Regions from separate parts of the Mus musculus genome. Here region 1 is linked to region 2. Evidence: chromatin contacts called from public HiChIP or PLAC-seq data. All regions are on one chromosome and are shown on one strand. Each heading gives the region's core, a stretch centred on a gene start, on an enhancer-like site or on the middle of the called end of the contact. The rest is flanking DNA. Distances are from core to core; before and after follow the strand shown. Region 1 has its middle 6.2 kb from the start of Nmu. Region 2 overlaps Kdr (kinase insert domain protein receptor).

The links. HiChIP or PLAC-seq counts read pairs in DNA pulled down with a chosen protein or histone mark.
Region 1: a contact with region 2 is called in a FOXA1 HiChIP or PLAC-seq map of pancreatic cancer cells. The contact joins two enhancer-like sites. A contact is called at or near these places in 3 of 39 promoter capture datasets (the HPC-7 cell line, HPC-7-derived erythroid cells, pre-B cells and 1 more), 1 of 484 Hi-C or Micro-C datasets (the HPC-7 cell line) and 1 of 115 datasets of contacts at active chromatin or transcription factors (pancreatic cancer cells).

What each region holds. Positions count from the first base shown.
Region 1 is chr5:76,367,311-76,372,716 of GRCm38.p6, reverse strand. No RefSeq gene overlaps it. Among named protein-coding and RNA genes, the nearest start is that of Nmu, 6.2 kb to the right of the region's middle. Within about 2 kb of position 3,241, at least 16 of the 459 cell types and tissues checked have an H3K27ac peak or open chromatin away from gene starts, as enhancers often do. A contact at or near this core is called in pancreatic cancer cells, where this site is marked.
Region 2 is chr5:75,934,073-75,939,950 of GRCm38.p6, reverse strand. It overlaps Kdr (kinase insert domain protein receptor), which reads left to right. Exons shown (of 30, transcript NM_010612.3): 28 at 3,013-3,112; 29 at 3,571-3,656; 30 at 5,333-5,878. The coding sequence ends at 5,528. Among named protein-coding and RNA genes, the nearest start is that of Gm32727, 40 kb to the left of the region's middle. Within about 2 kb of position 4,505, at least 5 of the 459 cell types and tissues checked have an H3K27ac peak or open chromatin away from gene starts, as enhancers often do. A contact at or near this core is called in pancreatic cancer cells, where this site is marked.

The DNA of each region.
Region 1 (5,406 bases), core at 1,992-4,491, 430 kb before region 2:
TTAAATGAACCCTCGGGCCTCCATCTGTCAGCTACACAACCGTCCATTCATGGCCTCTTGTTTCATCTAACTCAACCTCAACCCTGACCCAGTCCTCCACTGGATTTAACCTGTACAAAGCTTAGCATTATTCCTAACTGACAAGGGCATATAGAAAAGGCATGTGTGTAATGCTATTTTTTAAGAGCAATAAATTAGAAAATCATAAATTACAAAGATTAATGCTGGAAGTCCCTAAGGATATAGGCACGTAGAACTCCTGCGCCTCTTTGCTGGGAGAATAAACACCAAGTGAATATCTACTGTCATATTCCTCAACAGATGAATGGGTAAGCAAAATATTGGTTGTGCATATGATAGAATGATATGAGGTCTCAACCGATGCCACATGTAAATGAACCACAAAAATACTGTCACTGAGCAATCTCACTTCCAAAAATTAGCCTCAAAAAACGCAACCCAAAGCATATACTCACAAAATATGTGTGCAATAATATTTACAATGTCTCTCTGATAATCTCCCCCAATGGAAAGGCACTCAATTGCTCATGGATAGAAAAGCGAGGTTTTTGTTAAGATGAAACACTCCAATAGAATAATAAAGAAACTATGGAAGAAAGAGCTACTAACCTATACACAACATAGATGGGTCTGAAGAGCATTCTTGGGCATACTCATTAAGATGGCTGTGATTAATGAATATAATAATGAGAATTAGTAAGGGACAGGAAAGTCAAAACCCCCATGTATTGCTGGCAGGAGTATAAGATGACACATGTTGGAAAACAGTGTGACAGTTTCTTCTAAAGTGCCACATATACTTCCCTTATTGTTTTTCTAGTGGACTATCCAGGAAGAGTGAAGAAACATATGCTCAGAAGTTGTACATACAAATGTTCATAGAAGTGTCATTTACAGTTACTGAAAAAGATCACCGAAAATATTCCTCAGCAGACGAATGGAAGAGAGAAACATGGGCTGTGCATAGGATAAAGTTATTACTGGGCTATAAGAAGGAATGAGGTCTCTATCAACACCACATGGAAATGAGCCACAAAAATATCATGAAATGCGAAGGAGCCCTGCTTTAAAAGCATATACCGTACAGTCACTCTGTATAACACATCCAGAAAAGGCAAACATAAAGAGATAGAAAATAGATTACAGTCTGCCTGGGTTGGCAGTGGGAATGGGCATTTGGGTTTTTTGGGTTTTTGGGGTTTTTTGTTTTGTTTTGTTTTGTTTTTCAAACTGAGACTGTGGCAGGCCCCCTTTGGGATAATGAAAGGATCCTAATCAAGGCAATGGTTTCACATGTTAGTAAATTCCCTGAAAGGCCTTGAATCTACTTCGAATGGGCGAATGGAAAGATGGCTCAGTGGTTAAGAGCACTGACTGTTCTTTCCAAGGTCCTGAGTTCAATTCCCAGCAACCACATGGTGGCTCACAACCATGAAGTTGTGATTAGATGCCCTCTTCTGGTGTATCTGAAGACAGCTACAATGTACTCATGTACATAAAACAGAATGGGTGAATCTACTCACATGTTAGGAGATAAAAATGGTTAGAAGAATCTATACATAATGCTCTCTGCCAGCTCAACCTGAGCTTCAAGCAGCCCACCAAGCTGGCCAGGCTAAGTGAGGTGCTGGGCAGGCAGGACTATTTCACAGAGACAGTGCATGCAGGTGTATGTGGAATCTATGGACGATACCAGCTTCTCTATCATCCGAAACGCCAGAGGCCTGTTGAAGAGGGTGATGTGCTTGCCCTGTTGGAGTCAGAAAGAGAGGCTCAGAGGCTGTGCTGACCTTGCTGCTGGGTCCTGGACCTCTACTACTTAGCCCACGGGATAATCTGCAACTGTTAAATAAAACATTTGTATTTTTGTTGTTGTTTGAAAAGAATCTACACATATGATGAAAATGAACTCTGCACACAGGTACAAACACAGCATGTATGTACAATTAAAATCTTAATAAGCCAGGCAAGGTGGTGCATGCCTTTAATCCCAGTACTCTGGAGGCAGAGGCAGGAGGATTTCTGAGTTTGAGGCCAGTCTGGTCTACAAAGTGAGTCCCAGGACAGCCAGGGATATACAGAGAAACCCTGTCTCAAAAAAAAAAAAAAAAAAAAAAAGATTAAAATCTTAATAAACTGTATGACTTGGACTAATATACCTATTTCCTGGTTTTGATATTGTGTTAGAGCTATTTTAAGATTCTCTCTCAATAATAAAACAAAAAAAGGATGTTTCATTGATGTCCTGGCTAGTTTTTAGGTCAAGTTGACACAAGTTAGACTCATCTGAAAGAAGAGAACCTCAACTGAGAAAATGTCTCCATAAGATCCAGCTGTAGTACTTCATTAATTCCTGCTCCCCTGGTTAAATACCCCAGTTCCTAACAAGGTGTCTATGTTTGTTTTTACTTTATATGATTGGTATTATCAATTCCAGGTTTCTCAGATGGCCTAAAACACAGTAGGAAGTAGAACCCAGGGAGAAGCTGAGAAATGGCTTGCCTCTCATTTCCATACCATGTAAGGAAATGCCATAATTTATATGGTGTGTGTGTGTGTGTGTGTGTGTGTGCATGTGCACATGTACTTAAAGGCTGCATAAATTTTAAATAAAAATATCATAAATTCAGTTATTTTCCTTGTTCATTTACATATATATATATAATATAGCATGCAGTATCCACCACGAGCTAAGCTTCAAACACTACCAAAAACTTGAGATATTGAAACACTAGGAAAGTGATATAGAGTAAAAGAGATAAACCCCAGAATTGTAATTTTCATTCTACTGGAAGAAGGCAACTATGCACATGTCAAGTAGATGCATTCACATACATATACATGCATGCATACATATCACCATCTACCAGCGGGTGGTAAGTCTTTCAGAGAACAAAGAAAGCAACTCAAGGAAGATAGGGAATGAAGAGTGGAAAGAGGGTGCCATTTACTCTCAGGAGATTGTGGAAAGATGATGTCATCAAGAAGGCAGTCTGTCACAGGAAAACCTTGAATGCTTTCCCCACCCTCTGCTGGCACAGTTCTCTGAAGGTCCACGAGAAACCTTGCTGGTCAATTTTTGGCAACTTGACTCAAGCTAGAGTTATCTGGGAAGAAGGACCCTAATCTGAAAATTGTTTGCATAACATTAACCTCTAGGTGTGTCTGTCAGGGCTTTCTTTCTAATTCATGATTGAAATGGGAGGGCCTAGCCCATTGTGGGCGGTGTCATTCCTAGTCAGGTGGTCGGGGATGTATGCAACAACAATCTGAGCAGACCACAGAGAGCAAGCCAGCATGCAGCACACGTCTGTGGCCCCTGCATCAGCTCCTGCCTCCAGGTTTCTATCCTGTTTCAGTTCCTGCCCCAACGTCCCACAACGATCACAGCTGTGATTGAGTCACGTAAACCAAATAAACTCCTTCCTTCCCAAGATGCTGCTGGCCTTTTTCACAGCATTGAAAGTCAACTAAGACAGAAAAGAATGCTGATGTGTCAGGAGGAGATAGGTGGTAGAAACAATTTGTTGATTTTTATTATGAGAGAGAATAAAAATATAGGAGGCAAGAACGGTGAGAGAAAGCAGTTCGAGCTGATTTTAAGGACCAACAGGTTCTGCTCGGGGCTGTTGAACCAAGAGATGAATGTACAGACGTCGGTGTCAGAGAGAGTTGTAGAGGTGGCCTGCCGGAAGCCTGCTTGGTTAAAGAAATGAGTAACTCGGCTGTGTTTGAGTTTCCTCTAAGAAGTAAATGGTTTTTGTGTGGTTTTCTTTTTCATTATTTTAGGGGGATGGGCAGGGATTAAGGAACAGGGGCCCTCCCTTGCTGGGCACTTTTCCAGTGAGCTATATCCCTAGCCTTTAAATTTTTTTCTGTTTTTTGTTTGTTTGTTTGTTTGCTTGTTTGTTTTAAGACAGGTTAGCCTTAAACTCTTTGGTAAGCCTGGGCAGACTTCAAATTTGCAATTCTGAAACCTTTATCTCTTGAATTATTCTCTGTGTGTGTGTCCCCATGTGTGTGTCCCCATGTGTTCTCAAGTGTGAGTTTGAGACAAAGTCTCTTTATGTCCCCTGGCTGTCCTAGAACTTATCCCAGTCCTGGCTTTTTGTACACAAACTTTTAAATTATTGTTGAGATTCAATAACATTGAAATTAGCATCCATCAAAAATCACACTGCTGGATAAAAACAGAAAAAGGTTTAGGCAAAGCTCAACTATACAGCCCAAGTTGGACTTGCACTCATGATTTTCTGCCTTAACCTTAGGAGTTCTGGAACTAGAGACACACACAGATTAATTTTTGACAAAAAAAGAATTTGATTATAGATGAACAAAGACTAAACTTCTCAAAATTGGCTAATCTTAATTTTATTAGAACACAAACATCTTAAAATAATAGCAAGTGTTACTTAACTTAGAGCAGCCTGACACATGTATGGGAACACAGACACACAAACACACACACATACACACACAGCTTATAGCATCCATGTCTCTCTAGTCTACTTTAAAAAGCTGAGTTAAAATGAAAACACATGAGATTAAATGAGCAGTGACCCTCTTTTCTGACATCCACTTATATTGTGCTTGTTTCTATATTTAGAAATTCATTCCAGATCTCTTGATTATTTTAACTTTTTAAAGATGTCAAATTATACTGTTTTTCCCCTTTTCAATTAAATTCAGCTAATACACAATAAATCTTAATCTGGGCATGTCCATATAAGGAATTTATGTATTTTCATAATAACGGACATTTTAGGGACTATAAAAATTCATTTATTTTAGGTGGATTAAAAGTCAGTTTAGCCATTTAAAAATGGTAATGCAACGTATTCTGTAACAAAAAAAATACTCTATCTTTCCTTGTATTTTCATAGCTATCATTTAATTTTAGGTCCAATTTTTATAAAACCTCATAAATCTACAAGAATCTGTTTACCTGCCAGCCTTATCCGGATGTGATTCACAAATGTGTCAAGAAAAACCTAATAAATCTTTTATTAGTGTGTATTAATATTCTAATTGCAACTTAAGTAACAGAGGAAAGAGGCTGCTTTCAACGGACTGGAATGTTTTAATTCGGTGTTTCAAATTAGCGATGCATTGTGCCTGTTATAATGGCTTTACACTCAGAACATCTATAATGTGAAAAGCAAGCCTTGTGGGCATCAACCAGCAACAACTGTGTCTTTGCTCTTTTAACATTTCTTATTGTCTGCCTGCCTCCCTCTCTTTCTTCAACCCTCTCTCCCTTCCTCTCTCTCTTCCTTCTCCCAGGCTAGCTTGCTATGTAGCCTAAGCTGGCTTTGAACTCCTTATCCTGCCTCAGTCTTCTGACAGCTGAGATTTTAAGTGCCATCATACCCTTGAGATAACTTC
Region 2 (5,878 bases), core at 3,256-5,755:
CGTGACACCGTGCTTTAAGCCCAGCCAAGCTTGGCTCAGATTTTCTGCCTGTGAGTTTTGAAGGAGACTTCCCAGACTAGGTTCTGTTTTAGCTCTCTGTAAACTGAAAAATAAAACAGATATTGGAAGCGTTTGTTTGCATGGCCTCTCAAGTCCCCTGTTCTGCTTCTTATGGAAATAAAGCCCTCCATCACCTTACAGTGGTCTGAATTAAAGACAGTGAGGAATGCAGGAGTGAGCACACTGCACACAGCAGTGCGGGGCTCTCATGTGGCTCAGCTTCTCTGGGGGAAAATCCACCGAGGCTAAGACACCTCTCAGGGCATGTTCTATCTGTTTTCACGCTTCCAGCCAAGTAGAAAAGCTGAGTCTCACTTTGATTCCCCCACTTATACTTTTCAAGTCTGCTGAATTATAAATAGAGTTGGACAGGGACATCACTGTGGGAGACAGCCTCTTGATTTGTGGCCCCTTTAGACTATTTTTAAAATAGTTGTTCAACAGTTATGTGGAGAAGAGGCTGAGGAGTGGGGGCAGGGAGGGCCACTTATGTCTAGACTTAACTTTGTCTCCAACTCCCCCCGTGGATCATCCCTGGCCCCGAGTGTGCTTCTCTTAAGAAAGTCTGTATTTACTGGGCTCGTCTCTCTCAGAGGGCCGTGTGTGGACCATCTGTGGTTGCTCTGTCATTTCCTCTGGGAGTTTCACCTTCCATTCCAAGCAGTTTATCAGAGATGTCTTTGCAGTTCTCTCCCGGAGCCCAGGCTTTGAGACACAGTATTTTCCTCATTTTGATTAATTGCTTGTGGTAATTGAATATCTATGATGGACTAATGCCTGGGAGAGCCTGCTGGCTATCTGGCTCTCTCTTGACTTAGCCATCATGCTTGACTCCTTGAAATGGGAGTCTTCTTTCTTCACCTTTCATCTACTCCACGCTCGGTATTGACTCCACCCACTGACTCACCCCAGGGTCAGTGCGTGAGTGGGAACGGTATGAATGTAGTAGGTGCTTAATCAAGATTTGAGCGATGAGTCTTTGACTCTCTTCTTTCTTTTCCACCCTGATACTCCAAGAGAGTCAGGGTGGAATGGGATGAGGGAAAACAGCCCCACGGGGGCTTTAGATCCTGCAAACTTAAGTGTGAATCCTGGTTCTGCCTTTTTCTCACTGAGTATGGGCTTCTTCGTCTCTCAGTGGGAAATAAGAGATCTGTCTGAGAGACTGTGGGGAGCAGATGCAAGGAGAGATGCCAGGAAATACTTGGTCACTTGTGAAGGACCAATTCCATCTTGAAATCACTGGGCAGAGAATGTAAAGATCTGATCTTCTAAGGTAGCTGTGTGATACCCACGCCACCTCCTGACGCTGCCTGGTTGTCACCTCGGATACCTATGGAATCCAGGCACTGCTCCAAACCTTATGCACATTCCTGTTCTTTATTCCGATTCTTCTCTACATAAGGGTGAAGTCTCCTACCAGGCTTCCCTGCCTCTGGTCTTCTCTTCTCTTCACAGCCAAGATGTCTAGAAAGCAGCTCTGATCATGCCAATCCCATGCCTCAAACTTTTTCAGTGGCCCTCACAACTATAGCCTAAGGCTCGAGCTGTATGATTTTGGACAAGTAGGTTTTGGAGAGGTTACTGTGAGATGCTGTGAGGCAGTGTTTGAAGAGCATTCAGCTCAATGTCTGAGTGGTGATAGATTCCCAAAGGTCTTCCTGAACGAGTGACTAGGCATGATGCTAACCAGCTTTGGCAGTCACTGCTTTTAAAGACCAGACTTATCAGGAAACAGGCTTTGCTTGTTCCCTGCATCGCCTGGCCTGTCTCCTTTCCTGTGGAGTCTCCCGAGTTGGGGTATCACTGAGAACCTCATTCTCTCCTCTGTGTGGGAAGGAAACAACCTCTTAGGGAAGGGAAGAGATGCTCAGGTTCCATTCTTCAACTCTGACCCAGCATTTATGCGCTGTGCCAGCAGGCTGCTTGTCATGGGACAAGAGTGAAGAATATGTTTATTGTCTGCATGGACGTTTCCTGTACAGGGGGCTTCTCTTATCTCCCCTTGGGCTGCTGGAGGCTTTGACAGGATCTCTGGGCTCTCCCAATGTCAAGTGGTAGGGAAGAGCAAGCCCCAGGGAGCGGTAATGTGCTGTCTGACAAGTCTCATTCTGTGGAGGTCTTCTGGAATTCAAAAGAGGGAGGCAAATGCTGGTTGATGGGGTTTTGCACTTCCTAAGAACAGCAAACTTGACATCTACCCGTGCTGTTCACCTTGACAACACCCGTGCATGCTGCTGAAGAATAGCTCTTGCCTACGAGCATTTAAAATGGAGCAGCAAAGGCTTGACTCCATTCCTGTACTCAGGGTTAGACTTAAAGCTATGCAAAGTGTCTTGAGACTCTGAAGCCACTGTCCTTTTCTGAAATAAGCAACCATGTGGGCTAAAAGCGTGCCTGGGTAAGACCCAGCCCACCTCCCTCTGTGCCTTAGATCTGTAGTTCATGTAGGAGAAAGAAGCTGACTTGAGACCACTGCCCAGCACAGTATCCAGCATCTAGGGATACCAAAGGATACCTTACCCATGATGCCCTGTGAATACTGTGTAGGACACATCTCTTTGGAGATGGCTAGAAAAAGGGAAGCATGCTGCAGTACATCAAGAGATCACCTGAGGAATTCCATGCAGTCAGCGCCCTGCTGTTGAGTCAGCTGCCCTTGTCTTTAGTTCAGCACTGAACCCCAGAAGCACAATTCCAAGGCACAGGGTCTCCTTTACCCTTCTCAGTTATATTATACTTTTAAATGGACTTTCACAGGAAATTAAGCCTTCTGTGCGTGCTAGCAGAAAAAAATATTCTTTTTGAATTTTGTTTTTCTTCTAGCAAAGGATGTTTTGAAGGTTGCTATTCAACTTGTGGTTGAAAGATAATGAGCTTAGGTATCACTTGAGGCATCCACAGCCAAATATACCACCACCCAAATACAAATAAATATTTGTTCTCTTGCAGTCATTATCTCCAGAACAGTAAGCGAAAGAGCCGGCCAGTGAGTGTAAAAACATTTGAAGATATCCCATTGGAGGAACCAGAAGTAAAAGTGATCCCAGATGTAAGTACATCTTTTAAAAATAGTCATAAAGATAATACTTGGGGTGAAATACTAGCTAGATAAATATTAGCCTAAGCTCTTGAGTTTTGGAACCTTATTAAGGCTGTCCTTGAGCATATGTGCCCTGGGGGAGGTCGATCTTTAGTTTTGCCGTATGAAAGGCACCTGGACCAAGGTTTGGGATAGTCTTAACTGTGTGTCCAACTTCACTCAAGTGCAAATGTTGTCGCCGTGCAGAGAGGAGACCCCAACATCCTGACCTTTCCTCTCTCCTTAGCCCAAGTCTACTTCCTCGAAGCATTTGCTTCCTTTGTGGCTTGCACAGTCGCTGGCTGCCATACCCTTTCCCTCTTTGGCATGACATTGAGTCCTATTGTCAGCTAGATGGATTGAGAAAGGAGTTTAAAGTAGCTGGTCACGTGCACACTCACTGTGTCATTTCACTGTCTCCTAAAAAGGACAGCCAGACAGACAGTGGGATGGTCCTTGCATCAGAAGAGCTGAAAACTCTGGAAGACAGGAACAAATTATCTCCATCTTTTGGGTAAGACTCAGCCTACTAAGGAAGAATATTTCAATACGTATTTTTGGAAGGGCATAATAAAGACATTCAGTGTAGATGTGGTTTCTTTTCTGGTGCCTTTGGAGGTTGATGACATTAATATTCCAAATTAGCAATTTGATAAAGAGGTAAAATAAACTAAGCCATGAAATTGGTGAGTCTGAAGAAAACCCTGAAGCAAGTTAGAGTATTTGGCCAATTTCTAATGACTACATTTGTGAAGGCTATGGGACTGATACGGGCCAGCAGAGTGACCTGTGGCTTCTATGGCCCTGGCCAAACTGCAAAGATGTCAGCAGGTACCATGATCCTGAAGAGTGAAGACTTTGCAGACTCTGATGGACTGTCAAACCTGTACTTAGATGGCTTTATCTGTAATTAAGAAAGATGATATATAAATACATACATATTCACTTATTTCATATATTTAAATATGATTCTTTGAGTCACTGCCTTTTCAGTTGGGGGAAAACTATTAAATTTATTCGAGTCATTCTTCCTTATGACTCAACAGGTATATATAGGCTTTGAATAAATGTACCTGATTTAAATATTAAAAAAATCTTTATGTTTCTAAGAAGAGTGGGATAAGAGTAGTTATTTGTTTGCTGGCAGGCTCATTCTAGGTAGGGAAAACCCAAGATTTGATCTACACACCAGAGAGCTGCTGTACGAGGTGGGGTTCCCTATGGACTTTTGAGTGATGTCTATACAACAACAGTAGCCACAGTAAACTTGGCCGTTTTCTTTAAGGCCCAGCAAGAAGGCATGGGCACCAACCACATGCTTCTTTCATTGACTCAAACAATAGTGACTCAGAGCTATTAGGTGGCCAGGATCATGCCTCTGTTTGAGACACAAACTGGTTTGGTGTGGGAAGTGAAGAGCGGGGCTGGGAGGGGAAACATACTTGTGGTTCTTTGAACTTACATGAAACCGTATTTGAACACAGAGTAAACAAACTCTCTCTGTGGCTTTTATCATGAATAATAAGAATAAGACCCCTTCGAGGGCAAAGCCCGAGCTTTTCGGTCCACACAGCCCACGTTTGTTAGCTTTGACATGACTACTATGTCATTGGAAACATTCTCCAGTTGCTGCTGAGTGACTGAACCCCCAATTTGTCCAAAGAATTTGGTTTGGATGAGTAAAAAACAGTTTTTGACATGTCTGGCCTGACTGTACACTAGCTTTTTTTTTTTTTCTCCCCCTCTACAAATTTATTAACATCTTTTATAGACCACTTAGCTCCCTAGGTGACCGAACAGGAAAAACACAAATGAACTTTTAGACCATCCCGATATCGTTTAATATCATGAAAGAGACCCTGTGACTTCTATCACTGTAGACAAACTTGTCAATCGTCAAGGCTGTAAAACTCTTCCATTGGTTGGGGGCTCTGCATACCTCAGCAGAACGGCCTTTTATCTCGTCTCAAGCTTGAAAGACTTGGACCCGAATAAGAGGACTTATCTGCGACTACTAGCTCATGCCAGTACCTGAGAGTAGACCTTGTCTGAGGCTGATTAGGGAATGAGAGAGAGGGGCTAGTGTCTCTGGAGGGGATTCTACTTCCTTGAGCTCGGGCTTTGGTGACTGTGTAAAGCAAATGAGCCGGCTTCCCTTTTTAATTCATTCGCTTGCTGTTTCTTCTACAGTGGAATGATGCCCAGTAAAAGCAGGGAGTCTGTGGCCTCGGAAGGCTCCAACCAGACCAGTGGCTACCAGTCTGGGTATCACTCAGATGACACAGACACCACCGTGTACTCCAGCGACGAGGCAGGACTTTTAAAGATGGTGGATGCTGCAGTTCACGCTGACTCAGGGACCACACTGCGCTCACCTCCTGTTTAAATGGAAGTGGTCCTGTCCCGGCTCCGCCCCCAACTCCTGGAAATCACGAGAGAGGTGCTGCTTAGATTTTCAAGTGTTGTTCTTTCCACCACCCGGAAGTAGCCACATTTGATTTTCATTTTTGGAGGAGGGACCTCAGACTGCAAGGAGCTTGTCCTCAGGGCATTTCCAGAGAAGATGCCCATGACCCAAGAATGTGTTGACTCTACTCTCTTTTCCATTCATTTAAAAGTCCTATATAATGTGCCCTGCTGTGGTCTCACTACCAGTTAAAGCAAAAGACTTTCAAACAGTGGCTCTGTCCTCCAAGAAGTGGCAACGGCACCTCTGTGAAACTGGATCGAATGGGC